2 separate regions of the Mus musculus genome follow, and region 2 is linked to region 1. The links are chromatin contacts, called in public Hi-C maps. All regions are on one chromosome and are shown on one strand. The core of a region is the stretch at or near the end of the contact, and the rest is flanking DNA. Distances in the headings are between cores, read along the strand shown. Region 1 overlaps Poc1b (POC1 centriolar protein B). Region 2 has its middle 17 kb from the start of Gm20110.

Region 1 (5,689 bases), core at 2,276-4,775:
CACTAGTCTTTCTGTTCAGCTATCAACATGTAATTTTCCTACAGCATTTTCCTATAGGAAAAATGAATTTAGCAAAAATTTAAGCAATGATTTTTATTTAAATTGGGCTTTTTTTTTATTTGTATGCTTGTTGTTGTTATTAGAAGCAGAGCCTCAGTGTGTAGACTTGACTGTCTGGAGCTCACTGTGGTAAAGCAAGGTGAACGGGAACTCAGAGAGAGCCACCTGCTTCTGCCTTCTAAGTGCTGAGATCAAAGGCAGGCACCACCACGCCTGGCTTATGCAATAGGGTTTCAATGACAAAAAGTAAGTTCCCACTAAAGTGCCCACCTCTTTCTCCTGCCTCTGCCCTCCTCTGAGCCTTTCTTCCCGCTCAGGCGGCGATTTGGATCTGACAGCTGTGACTGCCCTTTGCTTAGGTTAGTTTACTTGTTTGTCTTGGTTTTTGTTTGCTTGCTTTTCTGCTTCTCCTATGCACAGGAGAATCTGGAGTACCAGTAGACTTTGTTAATGCCAGCCAGCCTGTGAGAATGAAAAAGTCAACATAGAGCAAATCAATTGTCAATACATAGCAAATCAATTGTCAATACATAGCAAATCAAATGGACCTCTGGGCCTTGCTCTGCACACCCCAGTAGAGTGAACTGCAGCAGAGTTGGGCAATGCCTTGAGTGTTAACCAAAGATGAGCCTGGTTTCTATGGTGCTTGGTTAACTTTAGGGCAGTGAACTCCGTGGTGTCGGTCAGCATCACCAAGGAAGGAGACTAAGTCAGCAACTGACTCAGTGAGGAATAAATATTCCGCTCACAAGAAACAAATGTGCCTGGGTCAGTGGAGGTTAGGAGACTGTGTGGGTTACAGTGCTGAGCAAAAGCTGCCGTGAAATATTTCACTAGCAAACAGGAAACTGACCGTGGAGCATCAGCCGAACCAGTAGTGTTGGTGAGGTGAAAGCAGAGGCAGGTCTCCTGAGAGGCACTGGCCTGAGGTCTAAAGCCTTGTTCTCCAGATTGACCCCTGAGTAGTTTACCTGAGCACCCTGTAGGATCTCAGTGAAGAGGCAGTCTCTGGTCTCACTAAGGTTGGGTTTGAGAAGTGCTTGTTGAAGCTTCAGTGGAAGATGGTGTGAGAAGAGCAGGATACAGAAGCTAATGCAAAGACTGCCTGAGAGGAGGGCAGGAGAGAACAAAAGGGGGAAGAAGACTGGAGCCTAGAGACTGGGTAGCTTAAGATGTTGTTATAAACCCAGTCTGGAGAAGATCGTAGGGACCACCCATGCATTTTGTCCTTTGCAACTGGAAAATAATCTTCCTAGTGACTGATCAGGGACCTTAAACCCAGTTAGCATAAGTCAGTAATCCAGACAAAAATAGACTCTAACTGGAATAACCCATACTATTGGGGGTCAAGAGAATGGAATTCATTGCAGAGCTTTGTGATGTAATTGATAAGGTTTGAGATGGGTTGGAAGATCCAATCGTCAGGTATCATTTCCAGATTTCTAGATTGTAAAGTGATAAAATGACTTATGGAGGCAAGGGACCTTGCAAGTTTTCATATGGGCACCTTAAGTGGGATGTGTCTGAATCATTCGATAATGTTAATAGATAGCAAGTGTACAAGATCACACATACATGCACTTAAAGGGAAGGGCAGTGTAGAAGTGAGATTGTATAAATATTCTTCATGTGAGTAGTAATGGAGCAGCAAGCAAGCTTAGAGAAGATTTCTAGAGAACACAGGGAAGAAGAAAGTTTAGTAACACAAATGATACATGCCCCACGGTGGCCAATACAGCTACCCTGATCTGATACATTGTATCCAAGTGTGGCAATACCACACTGTGCCCTCAAAACGTGTACAAGTACTGTGTTAACTCAAATATGTACAGTCCATTAAAACTTTAAATTTAGAGCTGGGCCTTGAGACATTTAATGAAATAACAAAACACTAGAGGGAAGCATAGAAAACAGCAAATGGTGTCGGGACAGCCCGGTGGGTAAGAAAGACATTCCAAAAGAGGGTCAGTCAGCGCATCTGAAAACCCAGGAAAGAAGTCCCCCACAAACGCAGCAGAGATTATTGGTAACCCTTTGACGCATTGGTTTGATGAAGTAATATAGAGAGAAACCACTCTGAATGAAGTGATCTGACGAGTGAGTAGGGGAGGGAGGTGTGAGCAGAAGGCACTCAGTCGTGAGTACCTATTCATACGTTTGAATATGAACACTTACGTAATGAATACATATTCACATATATGAAGCAGTGGACACACACAAAGGAAAGGCTAGTTCTAGTGAAGGATTCCTGAATTGCTGTGGGAGTAATTACAGAGAAGACGGTATGTCTAAGCATGAGGTGAGTGCCAGGTGTGTACAAGCATGGCCTCTGAACAGTTAAACGGGTGACAGAAGAGTTAAATCAGAGACGGTGTCTCTCTCCGAAGTCCCCAGTACTCAAGCTGAAGTTATAAGAATGTCTATAATAACAGCCAAAGGACCAGAGTGTGCATGGTCAGCAGCTGCAAAGGCAAGGAGGCTTCAGAAGGAAATGGGTTCAGAGAACTGAGCAACACCACTCGGCCACCGCATTTGGATTGAGCTGAGGACCGTAGATGAGGCCGGAAAGAGAAGCTGATGTGTCAGTCAGCCGTCATGAGGCAATCATGAGTGCTTGAAGGGTCACTCTAGGTTAGGAATATTCACCCTAGGAGCCTTGGGGCGACCTGTGGGAGGCTCTCTGCCAGGACAGTCAGAGCAGTTTGGAGCTTCAGAATAATCACCCTAGTAAGAAAGGCAGGCTGAGTGAGACCGTGGACATGGAGCATCAGGAGGCGATGGCAGCAGCAGCCACAGCAATCCCAGCATGCACAGGGGCAAGCACCTGATACCCACCACACTGAATCATGAAGTGCTGAAGAGAAAATGGCAGAGCTTTGGAGGACAGGACTTGGATCTGCTACTTCTTAATGGCGCTGTGCACTAAGGCAAGAAGCAGCAGATTTGGAGCGTGGAGCATCCAGTCTAGAAAGGCAGTTATGAGAGTCTTACTCACCAGTCAAGTGACAAGGCTCCCTCCCAAAAGGAGACCCTACCCTATACTACACCTTCATAATAGGGGTGATGTGTGGTGTGATATGATATGGTTGCCAGTCACATCTCATTCACCAGAGGGTGTCATCACAAGACAGGGTCTTCAAATGTTACTGTCATATAATAGATTGTTGAGCTGAAACGAGAAATAAAAAGTAGGCATTTGACAGTACTTTTGGGCAAAAGGAACATGCTTTGTGGTGGCAGACTTCCTCCTTAGAACTTCCTGCCCAGCCATCTGTGTGCATTCATGTCTGCACGTGACTGAAGAGGGACGGCGATTCCCTTTAACACACAGCATCTGTGAAAAGACCTGAGTTCTACGTTTTATTAAAATGATATGCATTCCTGGGCTATTTTTCCTCATGGTTCTTAAGAAGAAAAACTTTATGAAATCCATTATTTTTTTAATTTGTCTCAGTTTCCAGCAATAAGATAGCAAAAAGAGAAAACATCTATACCTTTCACATACATACAAATTATTACAATGCATTGCCTTAACGCCTTATGAAAATCCTGCTCTTTCTGAGACTTTTAGACTTTTTTTTTCAACTATTCTAAGTTACATAATCTTTGCTTTGTTCTATTCTGATTTTGTTTTGTTTTCTTTTGTTTGGCGGGGGTTGGGGGTCTTGTTTCTTTTTCCTTTCTTTTCTTTTTTCTTCTTTCTTTCTTTGTTTTTGTTTTTGGTGGGGGTTTGTTTTTGTGTTTGTTTAGGTTTTGCTTTTGTTTTTGTTTTGTTTTTGAGACAGGGTTTCCCTGCATAGCCCTGGCTGTCCTGAGACTCACTCTGTAGACCAGGCTGGCCTTGAGCTCACAGAGCTCTGCCCACCTCTGCCTCCAGAGTGCTGGGATTAAAACTGTGTGCCACCACCACTGGCTACCATTCTTTGTTTCTTAAGACCGGTTTTTGCTAGTTCGGGCTGGCCTTCAACTAACTCTGTACCCAGGCTCTCTTGAACTTAGAGCAATCTTCCTGTCTCAGTCTCCCCAGGGCTAGGATTCCAGGCCTGTACACCAGGCTCGCCTCAAGTGGGGATCTGAGCTGAGGTTAATAGCGCTAATTACCTAATTTTTGATTGGTTCCCTTACTAGTGCTAGAAAATTATTTTTGTCTGCTAAAATAATGGGAATAGTATTTTTTAAAAGTGCTATCTATACTTCGAATTTATTATAGACTTTCTTTCATCTGACTGAAATTGGAAGCTTTTTTAATTACTCCATCACACAATATTATTATTTTTTGACAGTTTTATACTTATATATAGTGCATGACGGTCACTCTCTCTCCCACATTCCCTGTTTTCCTTCCCTTGTTATCAACCCCATGCTCTTCCTGTGCTATATAATAATCCATTCCCAGACTCATGACGTAGTTGTGTTGTATGAACCATTTGATTTAACCAAAGTCATCTATGTGCACTGATATAACCCATGGGAGTGTGGTGGGACCATCCTGGATACACCATCGAAGCTAATGAGAGTACCTTCCCCTAAATCCATCCATAGGACATAGTGCATCCGTGAGGGTGAGCTCCCTGGATCCTCAATAGTGCATCAGTGAGGGTGGGGCTCCCTGCGATCCTCTTCCATCCTTGTCTGTCTGTTGATGGGCCTAGTCTTGTGCAAGCCCAGTGCAGTCACTGGGAGTTGTTGAGTGTTGGTTACAATGGCTGTGTATTGTCCAGAAGATGGAGTCTCACAGTCTTTCTCCCCATCTCCCAGTACTTACAGCCTTTCTGCCCCATCTGCTGCAGAATCCCCACAGTCGTGGAGAGGATGCTCTAAAATGTCTTGTTTAGGGATGAACACTCATCTCTCTCTTAATTCTCAGAACCTTCTATAGCCATAGACTCTGATTTGATCTTAATTCACTCGAATTAGAGGCTTCTCTAATTATGGCTAAAACTGGTCAGTGTCTTTGGATATTAATAAATTTGAATTTGTCAGTTTAGCAAACAACAGTATTTAGTTCCTATCCCCTAGCTCCTTATATCTTCCCCCTTCGTGGGCTTTTGAGTACCACATAAAGATTATTTCCTGTGAAGTGGACTGCAAATCTAATCAGACAACAGTTGGTTACCCCTGTACCAATTAGGTCACTATTACACAAGTGGGTACAACTTACCCAGAAGGTTGACGCTGTAGACTCTTCTCCCTCGGCAGCTATAGAGTACCTTCTGGCCCTCTGAAATGAGGTGTGGGTGTGGGGCATGGGGGGCTCTGGCTCTGTGACAGCTTGCTCTCTCCATACCATGTGTATTAGTCAGGGTTCTCTAGAGTCACAGAACTTATGGATAATCTCTAAATAGTAAAGGAATTTATTGATGACTTACAGTCGGCAGCCGAATTCCCAACAATTGTTCAGTCGCAGCTGTGAATGGAAGTCCAAGGATCTAGCAGTTACTCAGTCTCACGCAGCAAGCAGGCAAAGGAGCAAGAGCAAGAGCAAGAGCTAAACTCCCTTCTTCCAATGTCCTTATATTGTCTCCAGCAGAAGGTGTAGCCCAGATTAAAGGTGTGTTCCACCACACCTTTAATCCCAGATGAAAGGCATAGCCCAGATTAAAGGTGTGTTCCTTAAACTCGGAGATTC
Region 2 (5,689 bases), core at 2,241-4,740, 410 kb after region 1:
TTGCTAGTATCTCGCTTGGCAACAATCTCAGTATGCATGTCTAGGTGTTGTTCATACAACTACTCTTTGAAGACCATTTATGACTCCCAAATGTCTGCACTGTGTTCCAGAGAAAGAGGGGGCACAGGTTCTGAGGGCTATGCTCCTCTGGGTACCTGGATTCCTTATTCTCTGACAAGATGGGACCACACCAGAGTGGATTCATGCTGGCTCTGTCCGAGGACAGAACCATACTTACTTGTAGAAGAGTCCCAGCTTGTTCATCTCTTCACCAAGCCTTGGCATTACTAGCCATCTTTCATTTGGCTGTTCTTCTGAGAACACAGTGGTATTCAGTGTGTGCTGAATTGATCAAGGAGGTCACATAATTTTATTTATTTTGATTTTTCTGTCATTTGGATATGCTGTCTTAGTAAGTATCCATTTCACACAATTTCCTGTTGCCTTCTTGGTCAATAATATTATTTTCCTTCTACAATGGGGAATCTTAAGCACAGAGGGGATAAACAATTTGTTCAAGATGCCGTAACTATGAAGTAGAAATATCTTGGTTTGTCTATAGGCTGTCTAACTTCATAATCCACTTTTCCAACTACTCAAGCCATCAAGTAGCTAACACCAACCCCTAAACTGAAGTTAAACATCTTTCAGGAATCACGAGTCTATAGCTTGCATGAATATATCACTTTCCTCCTTGCTGGATGAAAAGTTGGACTTAAAATGTCTACATTAGGCATTGGCTTAGATAAGATGGATTCAGGGGAGAAGGCAATATTAAGGAGCCAGACAACAGCAAGTATATAATATAATATAATATAATATAATATAATATAATATAATATAATATAATATATAATATAAGTATATAATTAAAAAATAATCTGATTTGATCTGTAATTATTATAGCACATTTTATTAAGCATGGTGCTTAACAATTAAATTTATGTAGATTCTCTGTAATCCTCATAGCAACCCTATGAGGACATTGTTATCTCCAGGGAAGGAGAAGACTCCCCTTTGGAAGAAGCGTACATCACAAACTGGAAAGCGGTAGGACCAGGCTTCAAAATTCAACTTCACTCTGGCTCTACAAGCAGGACATCTCCCCTACTTCTCCATCACACTTGACTTACATGAAAGTAAAGTTCTACACAGCTCCAAAGGGGAAGTCTCCATTGAATGGAATCCATCCCTCAGGGCTCAGGACATCCCACAGAAGAGGAGGTGGGGAGAGTGCATGAGCCGGAGGAGATGGAGGACACCAGGAACAAGGTGCTCTGAATCAACTGAGCCAATGTCATAAGAATCTCACAGAGATTGGGACAGTGTGCTCAGGGCCCACCTGGGTCTGCACCAGGTCGGCTGTGTGAATATTGTAGCTTTCAATGCCATGTTTATATGGGGCTCTGGAGTGTGTGAATGAGTGGCTCTCTGTCTCCTGTGCCTTCTCTTATGCTCTTTTCCCTCAGTTGGTTTGCTTTGTCTGACTTTGATGTGATGGCTTTTGTTTTACCTTATTATATTTTCTTTTGTTGCATCTTGTTCTTCTATCTTAGAAGCCTGTTCCTTTCTAATGAGAGACAGAAATTAATAGATTGAATCTAATGGGTTCAAAAAGGAGAAGAGGTGGGGAGGAATTTGGAGAAGTAGAGAGAAGAGAGCTAGACAGATATATTGTATGAGAAAATAATCAATTTTTAATAAAAGAAAAAAACTTATAATGGGCTTATGCTTTCTGGGTTCCCCTCTGCCTTGTAGAGAGTCTTTCTCTCTGTGTGTCTGCTGTGTTTGCTTGCCCCTAATAAAACTTCCCTTTGTCTGGGGTAGAGGGGAAGAGAGTAAAACTCTGTGTCTCTCCTTCTAGCTGAGATTCTATGAACTGGTGGATACAGAATAAAAATGCTCAGGACTGTGGGACGTGAGCCGTGGAACCAACAGAAACCTGTAAGGCAGCGTCACAGGGCGGAGCCAGGGAAGAAGACGTTTGCTATCAAAACGAAATGTGGGCTCGAGAGAACCAAACGGAGGGACACGGGCAAGGTGTCAGATAGTGGTGGGAGAGATGCTGTAGTCACCAGAGGGAAAATGCAGGAGAGTATGTGGTAGCGGGTACACAGGGAAGGGGTCTGGGGTTCCTGCAGGCTGCCCTGTGTCAGAGACGTGTGCCTTTCCTATCCAGGACCTTCAGTCTTTGTGGGTTCTGCATTATAAGCCTCCTGTGAGGCTCTGCTTCCTACAGTTGGTGTCCAGAAAGGTAATGCTCTGTGGCTTGGTCCCTTATATGAAGTCCTACTGGTTGCTGTCCCCAGTAATTGCCAATATGACTGCTTAAAAACAACACACTATTTCTTTATAGTTCTGAAGGCCAGAATCCAAAATGGCGTTTTAAGTGTCTAAAGGACTTGTCAGGGTTAATGTGCCACTTGGACTCTGGGCTACAAGAGTAATCCTCTATGGCCTTGTTGGACATCAATAGGAGGAGAGGCCCTTGGTCCTGAGAAGGCTCGATGCCCCAGTGTAGGGGAATGCCAGGACAGGGAAGTAGGAGTCGGTGGGTTGGTGAGCAGGGGAAGGGAGGATGGGATAAGGGTTTTCAGAGGGGAAACCAGGAAAGGGGATAACATTTGAAATGTAAATAAAGAAAATATCTAATTAAAAAAAAAAGAGCAATTATCTCCCTCATCCTTACATCTTCATGACCATCACTTAATCATCAGAAGAAAACCATCAGTTATCTCTCGTCCATTTACTTTCTTTTTTGTGTGTGTGTGGGGGGTACTACCTTCTCTTCCGTGGTTGAATCTCCCTGCCCCCTCCCCCCATCTTATTAGGCCATTTGTGATTACATGTAAGGCCCAGTTGGTAGCACAGGATTCTTGCCCTGCCCCAAGATCCTTAACTCAATCATGTCTATACCTAAATATTTTTCCATATGAGATCCTGTGCTCAGGCCCTGGGATTGACTGTTAAACTTCTCTGTTGATCATTACAAGTCCTCTGTACACCCACCCCCCGCCGCTTTAATTCACTTTTCAGTGTGTGTACCTCATTCCCCTCCCCAGGTGTATTTAGAATTGAATCAGCTTGTTGTTGATGGAGTTACCAGAAAAAGCAGAAAGTTTCTGCTCTGCATGTCCACCTCTGTGGTTTCCACGGACCCTGGGCTTCCCTACGATCTGGTAAAGTGTTCCAGGCAAGCAGAGACATGATTAGCATTTGTGCTTGACCTCAGAGAGAGAGAGAGACTCTTTATGAGCCGTGGAGTATCTTACTCTGAAATCACCTTTCTCCGATTCTTCCTCTTCTAGGAACCTGATACCCGTTCAGCATTTTCTATTTAAAACACTTCTTCCTGCACCACTTCTGTTCCCTACATCTAGCGAGTCCCTGTCAGCAGCGACAGGAAGCTCACTTCCGTGGAGGACGGACTGGCCCCAGCACACCTGTCATGCCAGGGGCGAACATGAGCTGTCAGCCCTGTGCTGGCCTGCCCACAGGCCACCAGCTGGAAGGCTCAGCTGTGTTTCGGATGCAGGCTTCTCTCCAGAGCCCGGGGGCTGCCCTCCCTTCCTGCTTTTCATCTTCCACATCGTTCAGATTGTGTGAAGCTTTGCCTCAGGGGCCCTGGGACATTTTTTTTTTTTAAATTCTGTAACCATGTGTTGTCTGTTCATTCAACACGTGTTTGCTGAGTGTCTGCTATGTAGCTGGCATTTTGCTGCCTGCTGAGAACTCAAGGCAGAGAGAAGCATGGATCTTGCCACCAGAGTACCATGCTTAGCTAAGATATGGTAATTGTGTATATTAATTCTTTTTAGTATTCAGTAATAGAAACCACATTCATACTGATTAAATATCAGTTGTATAAAGGGAAATGTCCAAGGAGAGTAGTGTGTATCCAACCAGAGAAGGATCTAAACACCACACACACAGACACACACAAACACACACAGACACACGCACAGACACACTCTCACACACACTCTCACACTCACACACACACACACAGACACATAGACACACACACACACAGAGACAAACTCTCACACTCACACACATTCATACACACAAACACACATACTCTCACACTTACATACACTCACACACATTCATACACACACTCTCAACTCACACACACACTCATACACAAACTTATACACACACCACTCACACTCACACACACACACACACACACACACACACACACTCACACACTCACATACATTCACACAGTCACACAACCTTATTATCTGAATTTGACAAGATGATTAGCTAGCCTCCATAAGCTGTTTTTGTTTCTACTGCTAGAACTCAGAGATATTAGAACTTGCTGACAGATAGAGAAACTGGTTTGAAAGTGGAAAAGAATGGGAGACTGGGGTGAAGTTGGCCCTCCTGAGCATGGCTGAAACTCAAGAGAATGTACAGGAGCCCTGGCCAGTCCCTGATCATCTCTTGACTCCTTCCTGCATATGGGAAGCAAGCATCTTTTGTCATGAAACTAATCATGTGCTTCCTCTAGGAGATGGTGAGACTGTATGAGATTCTAACTGAAGTAAATGCATATCCAGGTCTCACAAACACAGGTCAGTAGAGAACAAAGAACACACATTTATCAGTACCTGGTGCCCCTTCCCGGTTCTTATATGCACAAAAAATCATGGCTGTCTACATTTCTACCTTCTTAATCTCATGTGAAATGCCTTTTGTGTTCCATGCTAATCAGAAACGAAAGGGATACTGGGTCAGAGTGCAACTTACCCCGGTCTTCCATATATTAGGAGGCCACCGTATAATGGCATATGAGGTGACTGACTGCAGGCAGTCAGTATTCTCAGAAATCTTACAGTTTTGAAGTTTTGACTGCTTTCTCTGAGATCTTCGTCCTTCAGTTCCACTTAGCAAGTTCAGGGAAAACAGAATATCTCCTCTCTAGCACTGGCAAGTCCTGGGCTGAAACAATCCCTGATTTTCCTAGCAGAATTGAATGGTTTCCGAGGAATCGAACAGCTTTACTCGGAAGCCTTAGGCCACGTCTTCTTGTACAGTCAAGGGATGATATCTGGTCCTATTCTAACTGTAGATGTTGATAAGTAGTTTCCTAAGGCAAAACCCAAGATATTGGTACTGAAAAAAACAAAAACAAAACAACAACAACAACAACAAAAAAAACAAGTTAAAGATAAAAGCCTGCCAATAGCCATGTGAGACTCAGGGCAAGGTGTCGCTGTCAGACACAATCATGTCAACTATGAAAGCAGCTGACTGGAGAGTTTGATTACTGGGCAGACTCTGAAGGTCCTTCCTGTCTTCCTTTATGGGTTCTTGTATTAGGTTGCCACGTAACCTTGGATAAGTGGCTTAATCTGGCTAAAAGGCCTCAACAGACAGGAGGAGAAGATAGTTTAACTGCATTCGTTCACTGGAAAGCAATCATGTTCAACTCATGCTCGATCCCACGATAAACAAAAGCCATTAAGTGACTTAATAAATAATAAGGGAGGGAGGCAGACAAGTAGATCTGCACCGTGGGTAATGGGTGCTTCCCTGGAAGAGGGAAAGGGGCTTTCTGGATCTAAGTGGGCTTCATTAAAGAAGGGAAGCTGGAAAAACCCCAAACCTTTAAAGTAGGTTTTTCTAGGGAGACAGGCTAAGGCATTCATTACACTGGCGATAGAAGATACACATT

Evidence for each region. A called contact is a pair of places that touch in the nucleus more often than the background predicts.
Region 2: a contact with region 1 is called in a Hi-C map of B cells, with 3 times the contacts expected there. The contact joins two enhancer-like sites. A contact is called at or near these places in 11 of 39 promoter capture datasets (the C10 cell line, the HPC-7 cell line, cranial neural crest and 8 more), 23 of 484 Hi-C or Micro-C datasets (B cells, CD4 T cells, CD8 T cells and 14 more), 22 of 115 datasets of contacts at active chromatin or transcription factors (the HPC-7 cell line, Th17 cells, bone marrow-derived macrophages and 16 more) and 3 of 9 other capture datasets (adipose tissue, embryonic tail and liver).

Annotation. Positions count from the first base shown.
Region 1 is chr10:99,179,061-99,184,749 of GRCm38.p6, forward strand. The region is part of intron 10 of Poc1b (POC1 centriolar protein B); the gene reads left to right. Among named protein-coding and RNA genes, the nearest start is that of Gm34574, 50 kb to the right of the region's middle. Within about 2 kb of position 3,526, at least 96 of the 459 cell types and tissues checked have an H3K27ac peak or open chromatin away from gene starts, as enhancers often do. A contact at or near this core is called in B cells, CD8 T cells, DN2 thymocytes and 4 more, where this site is marked.
Region 2 is chr10:99,588,856-99,594,544 of GRCm38.p6, forward strand. No RefSeq gene overlaps it. Among named protein-coding and RNA genes, the nearest start is that of Gm20110, 17 kb to the right of the region's middle. Within about 2 kb of position 3,491, at least 45 of the 459 cell types and tissues checked have an H3K27ac peak or open chromatin away from gene starts, as enhancers often do. A contact at or near this core is called in B cells, CD8 T cells, DN2 thymocytes and 4 more, where this site is marked.